Linked DNA regions of Callithrix jacchus: region 2 is linked to region 1. A link is a contact called in public Hi-C data. All regions are on one chromosome and are shown on one strand. The core of a region is the stretch at or near the end of the contact, and the rest is flanking DNA. Distances in the headings are between cores, read along the strand shown. Region 1 has its middle 35 kb from the start of DUSP1. Region 2 overlaps ERGIC1 (endoplasmic reticulum-golgi intermediate compartment 1).

Region 1 (5,099 bases), core at 2,456-4,955:
TCTTTTTACTTTATTATTGAGCTTCCTTTTAACAAAATATTATATCCTTTTTAAAAAGTACTTTTTTCTTGTGATTTTAATAGTAGTACGTTTCCAATGGAGAAAATTTAGCAAATATAGAAAAAAAATATGTAAATAAAGACCACTTATAACCTCACACCACCCAGAGACATTGACCTGTCAGCCGCTGTCCTTCTAATCTTCCTTCTAGGCCGTCTGCTATGTTATGTGTATTCTTATAAAGACGCAGTGTTGTTTAATGTGGTGTTCAAGTCTAATGATCTTGGTAGGGTCCAGGTGTCCTAGCAGAGGGAAGCATTTTTATAACACACCTCCCTTCCAGAGGGAGCCTCAATTTAGTCCTCTCCGGGTCACCAACTCACTCCGCAGCAGCCACTAAATGCGGGAGCCCAGGTCACTGATCAGCCAGTGGTGGGAAGGGTTTCTGGAAGGGCCCAGGAAAAGTTCCAAACCTGAGCCCAAGGTTGGGGAGTCTAAGCTCTTGAGCCCCACCCCTAGGAGGGTGTGGAAGTGGGGAGAGCAAGGGAATTACTGTTGGGACAGCCAGTGTCGTTCCCCACCTCCCCCCCACTCTGTCCCCCAAGGTTCTAAATAAGGGCCTTGGATCTACTGCCTCAAGCGACCGCTGAGAATCCCTGCGGCTCAGTGTCCCTGCATCCACTGTCAGAGTCACTGGGGGGTGGGAGTGGGAATTGGGGTGCTAAGGAGCCAAGACCCAGCACCTAACCTTTACCAATGCCCCTGACAGCCTTGCTGAGCAAAGGAACTTCTCAGAGAATTAAAAAAAAAAAAGGCCCTCGGAATGTTAAACCCAGCCTGTGAAACAGGAGTCCTGCTTCTGTCCATGGAGTGGTGAGTGGTGGTCTAACAGTCACCATTTTTTCACCAAGGTAGGAAAGAAAGAACAACCATGAGAGGTTTGGTGCTGACTATTCCTGCAGAACCTTCATGACAGCTCTACACAGAGAGGAGCTTTGCACATAAAACCAGGCCGGGGCAGCATCCTCCAGCAGAGGCTCTCCACGCCCCACGTGCAGATGCACACGTGTGCGTGTGTGTGCATGCATGTATATGAGTGGGGAGCCAGAGGGTGGAGTGCAGTGGCTGGACATGCAGACTGGAGCTCCAGACTGCCTGGGTCTGAATCCCAGCTTCTCAGTTGTGTGCCCTCAGGCAAGTGGCTGCCCCTCTCTGTGTCTCTTTGCTTCTGTGAAATAGTGGAGGGGTAAATAGTCTCTCCTTCATTATTCATGCAGCAGCGCTGGTATAAGTGTTACTCCAGTGCCCGGCGGAGAGCAAAAGCTTTTAGAATGGAACAAACTATTGGGCAAACTGAATCAAGATTACCAGATGAAGTGACTATGACTTTAGGCAGGGGAGAGGCCATGTGGACCAAGAGGCTCTTCAGAGGAGGTCACATCAGAATTGTTCTGGAACTCTCCTGCCTACAAGCCTTCAGTGGCTCCTCTGCTGTCCTCCAGAGAGGTTTGTTGGTTGCCTCCAGGGCTTGCAAGGCTCCCTGTGAGCTGGGACCCACCCACCTCTGGGGTTTGCCTCTGTGACCCTCCTCTGTTCCTGCTCTCCCCACTGCAGCCTCCATCCCTTCCTGCAAGTGGATCAGCCCCAAACCCTGGAGCTGTGTTGATGACTTTATCTCCCTCCCACCTAGGCCTGCCTCACCGCTCTTCCTCCAAAATATATGCTGGCCCGGCTGCTGCCCAGGCCTCCACACCCACCCCTCAGGACTGCCCAGTTCTCTCACCTGCCCTTGAGTCCCTGCACGGCTTCCACCCTTTGTCACATGGCAGCCAGAGGGGTCCTTTGAAAATATGGCTCTGAGAGTGCTGCCTCCCATCCTGCCTGGGGGACAACCCCAATGCCTTGCCAGTGCACCAGTCCCCAGCTGCTCAGGCCCTGCCGGCCCCTCCCCTGCCTTCTCACTCCTTGCTTTACCCATGCAGTCCTCCCATCCTGGTCCTGCAGAGCTTGGGCACTTGCCCCACAGGGCAAGCACCTCCCCCAGGTCTTTGCCCAAATTTACTTCCTCAGAGAGGCCTTCCCTGGATTCCCCAGCTGGCCCCCATACACACAAACACACACACACACATACATACATTCACAAATACACATAGATATACAGACACACACATGCACATGCATACAAAAATACACATAGTTATATACACAAACACACTTACACATACATACACAGGCACAGCATACACACACAAATCCATGTACACACAATATTCTTGCTGTCATAGAGCTTACAGTTTAGAGAGATGAATAATACTGAAAAGTTTATAAGTAAGTGATTTGTGCATTTCATACATAAAATTAAAAGAGAATATAATTTTGAGTGGAAATAAGCACTTTAAAAAGCTAAGGAGGTGGTCGGGTGTGGTGGCTCACACCTGTAATCCCAGAACTTTGGGAGGCCGAGACGGGCGGATCACCTAGAGCAGGAGTTTAAGACCAGCCTGGCCAACAAGGTGAAACCTCATCGCTATTAAAAATACAAAAATTGGCTGGGTGTGGTGGTAGGCACCTGTAATCCCAGCTACTCAGGAGACTGAGACAGGAGAATCGCTTTAACCTGGGAGATGGAGGTTGCAGTGACTCAGGATCACACCACTGCACTCCAGCCTGGGCAACAGAGCAAGACTCTGTCTCAAAAAATAAAAATGCTAAGGAGAGAAGCAATAAAGAAGAGACTAGGGTGTATATGTTGTACACACACACACACACGCATGCACACACACACACACATACACACAGCCTAGTTTCCTCTTCATCTGTTTCCTTAGTCTTTTTCAAAGTGCTTATTTCCACCTGAAATTATATTTTCTGATAATTTTATTTGTGAAATGTATAAATCAATTATTTCTAAGCTTCACAATATTGTCTGTCTCACTGAATGACAGCACAAATATCATCTGCAGGAGAAACAGAAGGAAAAAGGAAGGAAATAGGAAGGGAGGGAGGGAGGAAGGAAGGAAGGAAGGAAGGAAGGAAGGAAGGAAGGAAGGAAGGAAGGAAGGAAGGAAGGAAGGAAGGGTGGGTGGGTCAAAGGGTCAGATCTGGCTGGGTGGAGACAGCAAGGAGGGGAGAGGTGAGCCCGTGCAGGGATATCTGGGAGATGGCATGGTCCGGCTGGCTCAGAGAAGGCGCAGGGCATTCTGGGACACGAGGCTGGGGGATGAGTGTTGGAAGAAAATGTGTGGAGCCTTAAATGCCAGAAAAGAGAGCTGTGGAACCAAGGAGCAGATCTGCGTTTTGACCCTAAACCTCTTTCCTCTCCCTGGAAGGCAAGTTAGCGTCTAGAAAGGACAGCGGATTCCTCAGGGTCCAGTCCTGTAGATCTGCTCATATTCCAACCTCCAGCCCACAGCCAGCCAGGGAGGGTGTGGACTCGGGGAGCTGGGGCCAGGGAGGAACTTGCAGCGTAACACCCTCTGGAATGCTGTGGCTGCAATTAACTCGCTCCAGATTCACTTAGTTCCCGTCAGAACATGAAACCAGAGGGAAAAAAACCCCATGAGGCCCGGATTGATCAGCACAGAACTTAGCAACAGCACAACAAGCTGTAGCAAACCCGTCCCTGGAGCCGAGGTGGTTTCCAGCTAGGCCCAGGGGTTAGGAGCTGGGAGCTGATCTGCCGCTCCTGGCTGGCTTGTGGAGCCAGAGGTCCACCCCAAGACCTCAGGAGGCCCACCTGGCTGTCGCCAGTGGGGTGCAGCTGTGGCTCATGCTGGATCCAGAACCACAAGGGCTCCCAGGAATGGCTTCACTTCCCCATTCCACCACATGGAGAGACTGAGAAGGGTATTGTTGGTTGGCCCTGCTCCCAGACTCAGCCACCTTGGACATCCTGGTTTGCTCTGCTGGTTGATGGACTCACTGGCTCCGCACCCTTGCCAGGAGCCCACAAGGGAATCTGGGACTTCAGAGTTTTAGCAACACCCCAATCATCGGGGCATTTCTCAGTGACTCACAGCCTCCCGTCTTCTCCATCATCACAGCTGGATGGCCAGGAGCTTGGCCAGCTGCTGACCCAGTTCTTCAATCCTGCCTCCTCTCTCCCAGGCCAGCTTCACACTCACTGGGCTGGCGTGATTTCACCATAAAATATCTCAAGCATATGGAAAAGTTCAGAAAATTGTGTTTTGGCCAAACAGCCGGCACTCCTATTTAACCCTTAATGATCTGCCTGATTTGTGTCAGGGGGTGATGGTGGGGTGTCCTCAGGCCTGTCTGGGGAGCAAGGTGACCAGCAGAGCTAGAGATGGGCTCTGGAATGGGCAGCGTCTTTGTGTGCATTCCTGATGCCAATGCCCATCAAGGTTGTCTTGTGGGTCCCTGCCATAGGCCTGGCACCATAGTAGGTCCTCAGGGAGCAGTGGTTTTCCTGATACTGTTGGTTCACACCTCAAAGCCAATAATACAGGCAAGTAGTATCCAAAGGAGAAAAGAGAAGCCCAGATTGGGGCTCAAGGTCACTCAGCCAGAAAGGGGACCAGGACTATGAGCCAAGGCCTTTTTGGGAGTGGAGAGATGACAGACTCCTCTTCCCCCAGTGCCATCCCATCTCCAGGATGAGCCCTTCAGAGAGGAGGCTGAGGGCACGATCCCACTGGAGAGCAGGGCTTATGAAAGAAATGGCCTGGACTTCTCTGACGCACCCATTTGGGGAACTGGAGGCAGAGGCTTCTCCAGAGATGGGGGGCTCCAGGCTCGCTCTGATGACCCCTCCCTCCCTCTGCAGCAGCTGTAATTGGGTCTGCTTGAAACTGCTTCTCACCCTGCCTGAGTGACAGGGAGTCAGGGCAGACTCTTCACAGCTGGGGCCCACAGGAGGAGTGGGTCTGGGAGTCCCGAGCTCGGGAATGCCAACTCTCACATCTGTTTGCTTGACTCCAGTGTGGCTGACCTAGTCCGTGACGATTCAGCGCAGCTTACTAAGGACAGACCACCCGTGCCATCCTCCAAGGGCCCTGGTGGGTGGATGTAAGAGGTAGGGCAGTGGGGGGGATCCCCCTGGAACCCCAGTCCCCAGGATGGAGTCCCTGGCTACCAAT
Region 2 (4,666 bases), core at 1,083-3,582, 170 kb before region 1:
GCATTTTCTTGCCTTTTCCAGCTTCTAGGAGCTGCCTAAGCCTGTGGCCCCGTCTCCCAATTCCAAAGCCAGCAGCTTCCACCTTCTCTGACCTCCATCTCCCTCTTATAGGAACTCCTGTGATTCCATCTGGACCACCTGGCTAGCTCCCCATCTCAAGATCCTTCACGTAATCACATTTGCAAAGTTCCTTTTGAATGCAAGGTTAACACGGCCACACGCGTCAGGGACAGGGATCTAGACATCATTGGGGGCAGGGAGTCATTCTTCTGTTGACCGAATTGGCCATAGTTAGGGGCAGGTGGCTCCACAGACAGCCACATCACCTTGCCGTCAGTGGCACAGTGTTGGCATCTGTTAGCAATCGAAATCTGCTCAACAAACACTTTTTGAGTACCTACGACCTGTCAGGAGCCAGAAACAGCAATGAATCAGACAGACGCTTCCTCTGCCTTCATCAAGCTTAGACACAAGAACCAGATGTCACTCAGCTCCTAAATAAATATGCTGCCACCCCCAACTCTGATGAGTACTTTGACAAAAAGCTGCAGGGGACCATGAGAGGGACTATAGGGCGACTGACCTTTGGGGAGAAGGGGCTGGGAAGACTTACTCTCAGGTGTGACCAAGGTCTGAGGGCATTGTAGGGAATCGTCCTGGCAGCATGTGCATGAGCCTGGAGGTAGGGAGGGCATGGCGGGTTTGGGGAACTGAATGAAGGTCACCATGATTGCAGTGTAAGGGAAAAGGGAAGGGTGGCGTGTGATGCAGTCCGAGTGGGAGGGGCCAGGTCATCTGGGCTCAGAGGCTGCAAGAGGCCTTTAGACATTTTTCTTTTTCTTTTTTTCCCTTCACCCCAAGAGGACTTTAGACTTTTTTTAAGACATAGTCTCACTCTGTCACCCAGGCTGGAGTGCAGTGGCACGATCTCAGCTCACTGCCACGTTACCTCCCAGGTTCAAGTGATTCTCCTGCCTCAGCCTCCAGAGTAGCTGGGACTATAGGCACACGCCACCATGTCCGGCTAATTTTCACATTTTCAGTAGATATGGGGTTTCACCAGGTTGGCTAGGTTGGTCTTGAACTCCTGACCTCAGGTGATCCACCCGCCTTGGCCTCCCATAATGCTAGAATTACAGGCGTGAGCCACCGCAGCTGGCCGAGGCCTGTAGACTTGATGTGAGCATAGCCATGGAGTCTGGCTTGCACTCTCAGCCTCTCTCTGGCTGCTTCGAGGAAGGCCCACTGGAGGGGCTGCTCTGCAGGAGGGAGAAGAGGAGGTCGATGATGGCACCTTGGATGGGGTGGGATGGGAATGGAGAGAGGAGGGATGCAGGAACCCATGTAGAGCAGGCGGGACTTGCTGATGGATGGGACTGGGGGCGAAGTGGGATGAGGCGAGGGAAGAATGCAGACAGACGGCTGCATTTTTTCCTGGACCCATCCTTTGGGCTGAGAAGGGGAGCAGGACCAGCAGGAGAGAGAGGTACTGAGTGCGGGAGGCTGTGCGGAGCCCAGGTGTCGTGGAGGCATCCCTGAGGAGCTGCTGGATGTTTGATGGCCACATCTGATTCCCAGATAATGCCTGGCCTAGGGAGCAGCACTTCGTGTAGCTGGGCTGTGATTATTTTAAACATGTATTAGGCCCCTTGGGTCCAGTCCCTACACTGTAAAATAAAAGATAACTGGCCTATCTTAAGCAAGTAAGATTCCAAGAGAGCTTTGTAAATAGCCATATCTTAGGAAAAGAGTAGGACTCAGGCAAAGGAATTCATTTTTACTAAGACCACATCTTTGCACCCTTAGCACCTGGTGTGATGCTGTTCACCAGGAGCGGTGGGCTCTGAAAGACATCCGGGCTTGCTTCTCTGTGGGGCCCACGGGATCTTCCCAGAGACAAGAGCGCAACGAATGGACCCCCACCGGTTAGGTTACACTGGGGGAGCCCTACTACCAGCATTCACACCATCCTATGTGCTCCCATGAAATGCCTTCAGCCCCATCTTAAAACAAGGAAACAGGTTCAAAGAGGGTGTGTCCCATCCCCAGGGTCACACAGCAGGAAATGGCTGAGCTGGAATCTCAACTCAGGCTTTCCACAGCTCAGGCTGCCGCCCAGCCCTCTCCTTAGCATTGGGGTCTAGGAATAAAATGCGGGGGGCCATGGCCTGAGAAGCCTTAGCATGGGAGAGGGGAGACACAGACCTGTGCCTGACCTTGCTTATAGTGTTGGCCCAGATCAGAGGCCACCAAGAACAAAGGAACTGGAGGGAGAGGGGCAAACAGGAGCTGAGGAGGTTATGCCCCAGGAGGAAAGGCCTCCCTACAGCCAAATGCTCTGCCCTAGCCTTCAACACCCAATTTCTACCCCAGCCTTAATTTGCAACTGTGGAGAGCTGTTGAGTAATGAGATTGCTGGGTGATTAACACACAGTCAACTAAGGAGAGCCTCAGCTTCCCTTCCCAGCCAGGAAGCCACCTGAGACTCTTTCTTGAAGCAACTCACCTTTCCCACCTGGTGAGGCTGGGCCTCCGCACAGCACTGAGGCATTGTGGGATGATGTCATCCACTGGCAATCCTCTGGAGGTGACCTCAGCCAAGAGCGAGGTGAATCCCAGGTGTGGCGCCAAGGTGAGCTCACCAAGAAGGCCCCAGGAAGCCTCTCCCAGGCGTGGGTCCCTGTCTTCCTAACCAGAATAAGCAGAGAACAGGCTCCGCAGGGCTAGAGGGCCACCCAGAACAAGGTGGCCGAGGTGCTGGGCAGGGACAGCCTGGGGCACTCTGGCCAAGCTGGTTATGTAAGGCTAGAACTGGCTGCTCCCAGGCTCCTTCCTGGAGGGCCCCCAGGCTGTGGAATAAACACAATTCAATCACCTGGGCCTCCTGATGAGGTCAATAGGGCCGCCTTCGTGTCCAAGGCAAATGTTCCAGGACTGCTGGCTTCCTGCCATCTCAGCCAGCGCCAGGAGCCCGCCCACAGCCACCCCACCCCAGGGGCCTGCCAAGGCTAACTGACTCCATTGGCTAGGGCTGAACTGATTTTAAAAGGCCAACGGGCTGCCAGAAATCAACCCACCCGGAAGAAAAATAAATGTTTTTTGTGAATTTACTGTGGTTTGAGGACTCCCGTGGGCCTGAGTCCCCTGTCACTAGTGTGGGCAGTGGGAAGGCCTATGGAGGCAGTGGCAGATGGGTGTAGGCTCACCTCCTGGCTCTGCCACTTGGGAGCTGGGAGACCTAGGACACAGTGCTTCACCTCTCTGAGCCTCAGTTTCCTCATCTGTAAAATTGGAAAAACTTTCGATCAGTTTGAAAATAGGCAAAATTAATCTATGGCAATGGAAATCAGAATAATAGTGGCGGGGGTTACTGACTGGGAGGGGCTCAAGGGAGCCTTCTTTGGTGATAGAATGTATTATGTCTTCATCAGATGGTTACAAGTGTAAACACAGGTGAAAATTCATCAAGCCTCTATCTTAAGATTTACCCACTTTGCTTTATGTAAGTTACACATACCTCACTAAAATTAGAAAATAAGAAAGGAAAGGAAGGAGGGAGGGAGAAAGGAGAAAGAAAAAAGTAAGAATAAAGATTTCATCTACTTCACAGGGTGCTGGAAGACTGCTGGATCAAGCTGCTGGCTGCCCCAGGGCAGGAGAGTGAATGAGCGTGTGAGTGTGAGTCAGTGTATGAGTTTGAGTGTGTGTGTGTGACTCATCTTTCTCAAGGGCTGATTCCAGGCTCTTCTTGGTAAAGAAAATACAGCAGCACAGTGGAAGCCCAGGCTACCAGGGTTCAAATCCTGGCTCTCAATCACCTCTTGGCTGGTTGACTTGGGCAAGGGGCTTCCCCTCCGTCAGTTTCCCCAGACATAAAATGGGGACAATTGCAGCAACCCTATGCCATGGGGTTGCTGAAAAGATCAAATGAGAACAAGAACAATGCTAAGTGTGGTCTTAGTAAACAGTAAGTGCTCAATACATGTCCACTGTTTTTATCATTATTATTAATATCGATGCTCAATGGGCTGATCCAGTGTTTAACAAGGGTACTGTTCTCCTTTCACGTTGATGAAACTGGGCTCAGAGGAGTACAAATGGCTGGCTAAGATCAAAGGACCAGGAGGAAGCAGAGGCAGGATCTGAGCCCAGGGACAGGGGGCCCACAGCCCATGCTCTTTCCAAGGCATTGCACTGCCTGGATGGGATGGGAATCAGTGAAAAATTGAGGGGCCATCACCCTTGTAGACTGGTGATGCAGGTGTCCTAGTCCTTTTTCGTCATCTCCAGGTGTGCCCATTCCCACCATGGCCCGGGTGCCTACAGGGTACAAGGGTGGTTAGGGGTTCACTTGCGTCTGTCCCACAAGCCTCCCCCAGTCCTGTCACCATCCCCAGGATGAGGGCTCCCTGAGCCTCAGCACAGAGCGTGTTCTCACAAACTTCTGTGGAATGAGCCCAAGTGGAGGAGGGAGTCCTCAGCAGAACTCCCAGGATGCAGGGAAGGCGTGCACTGGTGGAACACAGCGGGGCACATTCCAGGTGGGGGACGCCAGATGGCGTCAGGGAGTCAGGCCCAGCGTGGCGACTGTGTGGGAGGGTGGGGGGTGTGGGTGGGCAGTGGCCTTGTAGGGAGAGATACATAAGGGCAGGGAGGCGGGGAGGCG

What was found. Hi-C and Micro-C count contacts between places; a contact is called where the count stands out from the background.
Region 2: a contact with region 1 is called in a Hi-C map of skeletal muscle, with 2.1 times the contacts expected there. The contact joins two enhancer-like sites. A contact is called at or near these places in 2 of 3 Hi-C or Micro-C datasets (induced pluripotent stem cells and skeletal muscle).

Annotation. Positions count from the first base shown.
Region 1 is chr2:65,084,512-65,089,610 of calJac240_pri, reverse strand. No RefSeq gene overlaps it. Among named protein-coding and RNA genes, the nearest start is that of DUSP1, 35 kb to the left of the region's middle. Within about 2 kb of position 3,705, at least 10 of the 16 cell types and tissues checked have an H3K27ac peak or open chromatin away from gene starts, as enhancers often do. A contact at or near this core is called in skeletal muscle, where this site is marked.
Region 2 is chr2:65,256,162-65,260,827 of calJac240_pri, reverse strand. All of the region lies in intron 3 of ERGIC1 (endoplasmic reticulum-golgi intermediate compartment 1), which reads right to left. Among named protein-coding and RNA genes, the nearest start is that of RPL26L1, 52 kb to the left of the region's middle. Within about 2 kb of position 2,332, at least 12 of the 16 cell types and tissues checked have an H3K27ac peak or open chromatin away from gene starts, as enhancers often do. A contact at or near this core is called in skeletal muscle, where this site is marked.